2 separate regions of the Rattus norvegicus genome follow, and region 2 is linked to region 1. A link is a contact called in public Hi-C data. All regions are on one chromosome and are shown on one strand. Each heading gives the region's core, a stretch centred on a gene start, on an enhancer-like site or on the middle of the called end of the contact. The rest is flanking DNA. Distances are from core to core; before and after follow the strand shown. Region 1 holds the start of Ttll11 (tubulin tyrosine ligase like11). Region 2 has its middle 18 kb from the start of Ptgs1.

The links. A called contact is a pair of places that touch in the nucleus more often than the background predicts.
Region 2: a contact with region 1 is called in a Hi-C map of liver, with 2.9 times the contacts expected there. The contact joins the enhancer-like site here to the promoter of Ttll11 in region 1. A contact is called at or near these places in 5 of 12 Hi-C or Micro-C datasets (frontal cortex, kidney, liver and 1 more).

Annotation. Positions count from the first base shown.
Region 1 is chr3:39,731,431-39,734,819 of GRCr8, forward strand. It overlaps Ttll11 (tubulin tyrosine ligase like11), which reads right to left and starts at 1,463. Exons shown (of 9, transcript XM_063284853.1): 1 at 375-1,463. The coding sequence starts at 1,079.
Region 2 is chr3:39,961,542-39,964,894 of GRCr8, forward strand. No RefSeq gene overlaps it. Among named protein-coding and RNA genes, the nearest start is that of Ptgs1, 18 kb to the right of the region's middle. Within about 2 kb of position 1,695, at least 4 of the 93 cell types and tissues checked have an H3K27ac peak or open chromatin away from gene starts, as enhancers often do. A contact at or near this core is called in liver, where this site is marked.

The DNA of each region.
Region 1 (3,389 bases), core at 213-2,712:
TTCGTTTTACCAAGGTTAACGGGGCCAAAGAAAAGCAGCTTGCTCAAGGTCTCACAGCTAAGTCGAAGAGCGTAGTGAGGCGATGTCGAGTAAACCTGGCCCAAGAGTGGCACTCTAAGCACTAAAGTTTAGTAAACTTTAAATAAACATTAAATACGAGAGTGGAAGGTGGCTCCTGGCCCCGGGGCCAATGGAGAAGACAGACATATAAACCAGGAGTTCGAAGAGGCCAGGGTTGCAGACATAGGGTTGCAGCTGTAGGGGGGCAGGGCAGGGACGAGCTGACCTGACCTGGGAAGTGGCTCCGGGGGCCAGGCCTCGGGACGACCCCCCTGTGCCCCCCCCCCCCCCGCGCCGGAGCCTGCGGGCCTCACCTCCTTCCACCTGAGCTGGCGAAGGCTGATCTTCAGCGCGTCCAGGGAAGTGCGAGCCTTGGAGCTGTCCACGGTGACCGGCCGCACTGAGTCCGCGTTCCGCCGATAGCCCCGGTTCCGGCCCCGGGCCTGCACGAGATGGCTCAGGGCCCGTGCCACCGGCCTCGGCGAGTCCTGGGGCAGCGCGGGCGGCAGCCGGCGGACGACGCGGACATCTCCTTCCTCGGTCGCGCGGCGTCGCGTCGGGGTCAGGGTCGGGCCCACGGCCTTGGGCTGCTCCTCCCGCTCCGGGCGCTCGGGCTCCCCGGCCGCGCCAGCGTCTACACCCAGCTGCTCTCCCTCCTCCGCCTCTAGCGAATCGGCCGCCGCCGTCTCGTCCGTCTCCCACCCGGCCGCTGACTCCTGCTCGAGGCTGCTGCGCCACATGACGCTCAGGGCCGGTGCCGGCGCCACAGCCACCGCCGCCTCCGCCGCCGCTCCGCCGTCCCGGCCCGCGACCAAACTGCCGCCGCCGCTACCGCCGCCGCCGCCGCCACGCGCTCCCCGCCCGAGCCCGTTGCCATGATCTCTCAGGCTCCGGTTGACAGGGATAGTCGCCGCCTCGGGACGGGGCCCGGCAAGGGACAATCGCCTGCCGGGGCCCGGCGACCTCACAAGCGAGCGCGCCCACGTGACCAGGCCTGTCACAGAGGTGGCGGCGGCCATCTTGAAAGAGGGAAGAGAGCCGCTGAGGCCCTGGCGCCCTCAGAAGCCTCAAAGCTCTGAGCTTTCAAGGCCTGGCCAGGAATGGCTGATAGTGAGGTTGAGGGTGAAAGGAGTTGTTGCGTTCCTGTCCGGCTCCCGAGCTTGGAAAGAGAAGGACTTGGAAAGAGCGACATCTTTCTCGAACATGAGACTCAGTTTCCCCAGTCCCACATACACTGGGGTAACTCCAGACCTACTACATTTATTGACTCTTTCTCAGACTGAGGCAGAAGACCACCTTTGTCAGGTTTCAGGTATCTCCCGCGGAATGAAGAAGCCCTTCAGATTCCTAAAAAGTGTAGAGGACAACACTTTTTATTATAATAAAAACCGTATAGCTAGATGCATTAATCAACTCTTTTTATTACTTTATGTGTATGTATATTTTTGCCTACATATATGTATGTGTACCATGTATGCGCCTGATGCCGGAGGAGGCCAGAAGAGAACATCGGATTCCCCGATGGGACCTGCAGTGTGGTGCCAGGAAATGAACAAGCCAGCACTCTTTAACACTGAGCCGTCTCTCCATCCTCATTTAGTCTAATTTGTAATTCACAGTTCAGTAGCACTCAGTACGTTCATATCGTGATGCAACCATCTCTCCCGTTCATCTCAAGAACTTCCAATAGTGAAAGCATATTAATTTTAAGGGTCCTGGAGGAAAATGGCCCCTTCTCCATTCCTCCAAAAGTCTTGTTTCTTTGGATAGGAATTTCAGTGTGTGAATAAGCTGCCTTGAAGCCCACCCATAACTTCAAGGGCACCAGGCCTCCTCTGTAGGAGGCCTGGAAGATTTTCTTCAAGTACCTATACGAAGGGTCTGAGGTGCTTGTTTACAAAGTAGCATCTTGAACCCCCTCTTCCAGAAATTGGAGCTCAGACTCGGGTTGAGCCTATGAGTGTAACTGGTTGGGGGGCGGGGGGATATTAAAAATGCCCTGTTGATTTTAAGGCTACCAAAGTCAAGAACCAGAGTCTTGCCCGAGGCTTTTGGAGCTGTCCATGGTACCTAAAAGAGGTCTTCTCTGCACAACCATTCACTCTCTCTCGGGAGTTGGTTCATGGATATGCTTCCAATATTGAAAGTTCTGGAGATGAACGGTAGGACACCCCAAATCCTGTTCCCCCTGGTGTTTCTGGTTTCAATTGACACCACCCTCATTCATGAATGCTTGAATATTGTCAAGACAACATACCCCACCTCTCTCCTCTCTTAAAGCCAGTCCATCCCTAAAGTCTTGCGACTTTTACATTGAAATATCATTTCCCTTGCCTTCCCTGTTATCTCTCTGTCATGTCAGCCTCTGCCTTTTCTCTGAGCTGTTGCAGCAGCCGCCTCATGGGTATCATACGTCTCTACTACACTTCTGTCTGTCCACACCACAGCTGGGACTGCTCCCTCCAAGTTTAAAGACGTCCCTTATTGCCCAACCTCTCTGGATGAATTTAGAGCATTAGTTGTTTCTTTCTATCCTCACTTCTGGAATCACATCCTCTCTTTGCTTCTGTGACTTTGTACATACTGTCCCCCTCTGCCTGGATGTATCCTTCCTTAGTGTCTGCCTAGGAAACTCAGAGTCATCTTGGTAGCTGTCTTTTTGAGCAGCGTCTCTCAGGACCCCCGGGCAGAAGTAGCTACAGTCTGTACTGATAGTGTACACGATAACTCTCTACCACATCCTGACTGTTATTTCACAGAGAAATCACCCCAGCCTCCTCCATCAGTCTAGGCAAAGGACAAATATGAACTGATTTCTCTCTAGAAAAGACCAGAAAGAGTGATCTACAGAGAGCACTGTGAATGCAGTAACAAATTATTTTACAACTTATCAAATCTGGAAAGAGCACCCCACATAGAGATAGCTGCTAAGTTGTGCATTCATGAGCTCTTCTGCCTCTGGGGGCTTTCTGCATGTCCTTCCAACTCTGCCCACTTCTTCAGCTTTCAGTCTGAGGAGATGGCTCTGGCTGTCAATCGGAAGCAGACCTCACCCTGTGAGTAATTATGGAAGAGAGAAAATCAAGACGAAGCACGAGGCCAAATGAGTCTTCTGAGAATTAAAAGCCAGGCTCTACATCAGGCATAGACTATAAGCTGAATCTTGAGAATGGGGCAAGCAAAGTTAGACAGCGTGGGCATGGCCTCCACCATGGCTAGACCCAGTGAAGAAAGAAGCAAGCGCAGGCTCTGTCCACTGAGACACAGTGTCAGAGGCTCTGTCCACTGAGACACAGTATCAGAGGCTCTGTCCATCAGCTGAGGACACC
Region 2 (3,353 bases), core at 445-2,944, 230 kb after region 1:
AATGCTCCCGGGAACCTGGAAGCATTTATTGTCTGCAGGGCTCTCTCCCTGCTACCCTCCCTCCCACCCTTTCTCCCCTCTCTCCCTCATTGCCTCCTCCCCAGGCAGAGCCTCGGGTACTGCCTGGGGTTAGAGCTGGGCCTTGATGAATAGGGCTGCTGAAAGCGAGTCCAGGCTTCCTCCTTCCTGGGGATATAGTTACAGGGGGCCAGACTTCCTGCCCCTCTGGCAGCCTCTCCTTCCAGAGTGGATCTGCAGGCTTTCAGGATAGGATCTGAACAGCTGGCCCAGGTTCAGACAGTCTAGGGCTCGAATGTCACCTCCTCAGGGAGGCCTTCCTTGACCACCCCATAGGAACCAGCCCACCTACAAGCAGTCTTTCCTTCAGCTCAGATGCCTAGCAGTTATTTCTTCTGATAGTGTTTACCTTGTACCCCAGGTAGCTGAGGGAGAGCAAAGGGTTTGCTTTGCTCATGACCGTGGGTTGTAGTTCTGGGCCTACGCATATGCTCAACAAATACCTACTGAATGCAGCCCCCTCCCCACCTATACGGAATGGCTCTCACTGACCTCCGACAATGGGATGTGACCTTGGCCCTGACCTCCAGACCCCACGTCATGACAACTTCACCCTCTTTTGGTTTCCGGCTCCAGTTTCTGTGGCTTCCTGTTCTAGCTGTGTTCTACTGTCTCTGGCTCTGACTTGGGAGCTCCAGGCTGACCTCTGATCTCAGGTGTCTCTTGTCGGCCTTGGCTTTCAGTTCTCCTGTGTGACTCTAGCCAAACCTCTTGCCTTTCCTGAGCCAGCAGGATTCTTCTTCAAACAAGAACTGACCTGTGAAGCCCAGGATGGATCTGTGACCAGCAAAGGTGGAAGGCTACGGGGCTGATGCCTGAGTGGCCTTTCCCCTGTTCCCTGGTGGTGACCCAGGACACTCCTGCAGATCCCTAGTTTGAAGAACATAGTTTGAAAACCCACTTACTTGATTTTTTTTCAAAATATTTTGTATCCACCCCCCCGCCCGTGTGTGTGTGTGTGTGTGTGTGTGTGTGTGTGTGTGTGTGTAGAGGACAATTTTCAGGGGTAGCCTTTCTTCTGCTGCTATATGGATTGGGGGGGATGGAACTCAGGCAATTACCTTTGCCTGCTGATTTGTCTTGTTGGCCCCTTCTGTCTTTCTGTGCCTTTTCTGAGTGACTGCCTGCAGCGTGTTGGCCCATCATTTCCTCCCGACACCAAAATGAATAGGTTCCAGTGTGCTAGTCTTGGTGCTAATCCCTTGCCTGATCTGTAAGCAGCCTGGCACAGTCGCAGGGGTACAGGAGGGGTCCCCGCTGACTGAGCACCTAGAGTGGCGGTGGGGAAGTCCTGTTGTGAGAGGGCATTCCCCCTCCTGCAGCTCCGTGAGCAGACAGGGTCCTTGGGTAAAGAAGGGACACCAGTCTTCCTAGCCGGTGAAGCTTTGTCCCTGGGTGCGTGCTGTCTGCAATTCAGCCCCACCCCTCTGTCTTCCTCGGTGCTGATCGCAAGGCCTGGAACTGTGCCCGTAGTAGATAGTAAGTGCTCAGCGAACAGCCAGCCAGGGAGGCTTCCTGCATGTGACCTGTGATGAGTTTACCGGCCACCACCTCTGCATTGACCGTGATCTCTGTGCAGAAGCCACACATTTCCCTGTGCACTGGTCTCGGCTGGCTTCCACTTGGGGGAGGCTAGGCATACTGCTCCCAGGCAGTCAAGCATAGCCTCCTACCCTGGACACTCAGGTTCTGCTTGGAGCGCCTGCTGTAGGGCCGAGGTGCAAACAACAGGACAGTGTGGGGGAGGGGATACGGCACCTTTCCTGGGAAGCCTCCAGGGCTGATGTTGGGGGGTGGGGTCCACTCAGTGGGGTGGGAGAGGGGCAGGAGGGAATTCTCACGGAATCGATAAGGATGTGCGCCACAGATCGCCTGGTGCTGTTTGGGTGCGTGGGCAAGACACTGGAGTAATAGGGATGAAGACAGGTGAGGGGGTTTCCGGCTGTTCAAGGTTTCCCAACTCCACTCTAACAATAGCAGGCCGGTGTAAGTTTGGTCTCAGTTTTCCAATGTGGGTAGACTTGCGGCTGTCTCAGGACTTTGCTTCAAACAAAAAATGTTACCTCAATTCCCAAACAAGCCTCACAGGGTAGGTAGGACACCTGCTCTGGCTAAGCAGTGCAGGAGCCCACTTCTCCTGCCTTCTTCACCAGGCCCTTTGAACCCCGTGAGTGCAGGAATTTGTTTCTGAGAGGCCCTGGCAGAGGTCCCATTCCAGTTCCACCATGGTCAGGGGCAGACAAACCCTCCAGCCTGGCCAGCAGGAAGCCTCCTTCTCCAGAGAGTCTTGCCCGAGCAGACATGAAAAAGGTGGCCTCTGCTGCCACCTTGTGGTCACTTCGGAATACGGTCCTGTGCGCGCGCGGGGTGGGGGGTTGCGCAAAGCTGCTCTAAGGACCGAGGTACGAGCCTATCACGTGCCTTGCTTTTTGTGTTTACTGGGCATGGGAATCCAGAACCCTGGCTGTGTGTGCAGAAGCCTGAAGTTCATAATTAGCTCCTTCCTTTCTCTTCATTTCAAATCCAGCCTGTGTGGAAAATGTAAAAAGGAAACTCAGTATCTTTCTAAACACATAACAAGACACGTTTCATTTAAAAACAAATATAAAGAAGCTACTTGGAAGACAGTCAAATTCCTTCCTTGTCAGCACTTATTTTCTTAATCTGGAGTTTTGTTTGTTATGTATCTGTGTGTTTTGCCCACAAGCCTGTTGGTGTTCCTGATGCCCAGGAAAGCCGAAAGAGGGCGTCAGATCCCTTAGGATTGGAGTTTCAGGTGGTTGGTTCTCCCCGTGAAAGTTCTAGAAGCCGCGCCTCCAGCCCCGAGGTCAGCGCTTCCTGAAGTCAAAAATGTGTGTACTAGTTGCTCAAAATCACATCCCGATTATCAACGGTGACACTTTAAATGAGCCGTCACGTAAGGATGTGAGGCGGAAGGAACCCTGGTGCGCAGGACCCACTCTCCGACTGGTTTGGTATGACTGTGCACCCTCTGCACAAATCAAACTTACTGCCCTGCTGAAATACTTGGGATCGTGTGGTTATTTTCTTGGGACCCCAGACCCGCTAGGCAGCTACGGAATACATCTCCTGCTATCCATCTTGAAGACCAGCTCAGCTCCAGTCCCATCTTCCCCTGTTCCCTGCGCAGCCTCTGGGAAGTGCCTCACAGTGGTCCAGGCCCGCATTCCAGTGCCTGGCTCCACTTTCAGAGCTCACGTTTGGTATTAGATGGTCCTGCGACCTCAGTCGGGTTGCTTGACTCAGTGCCCCAG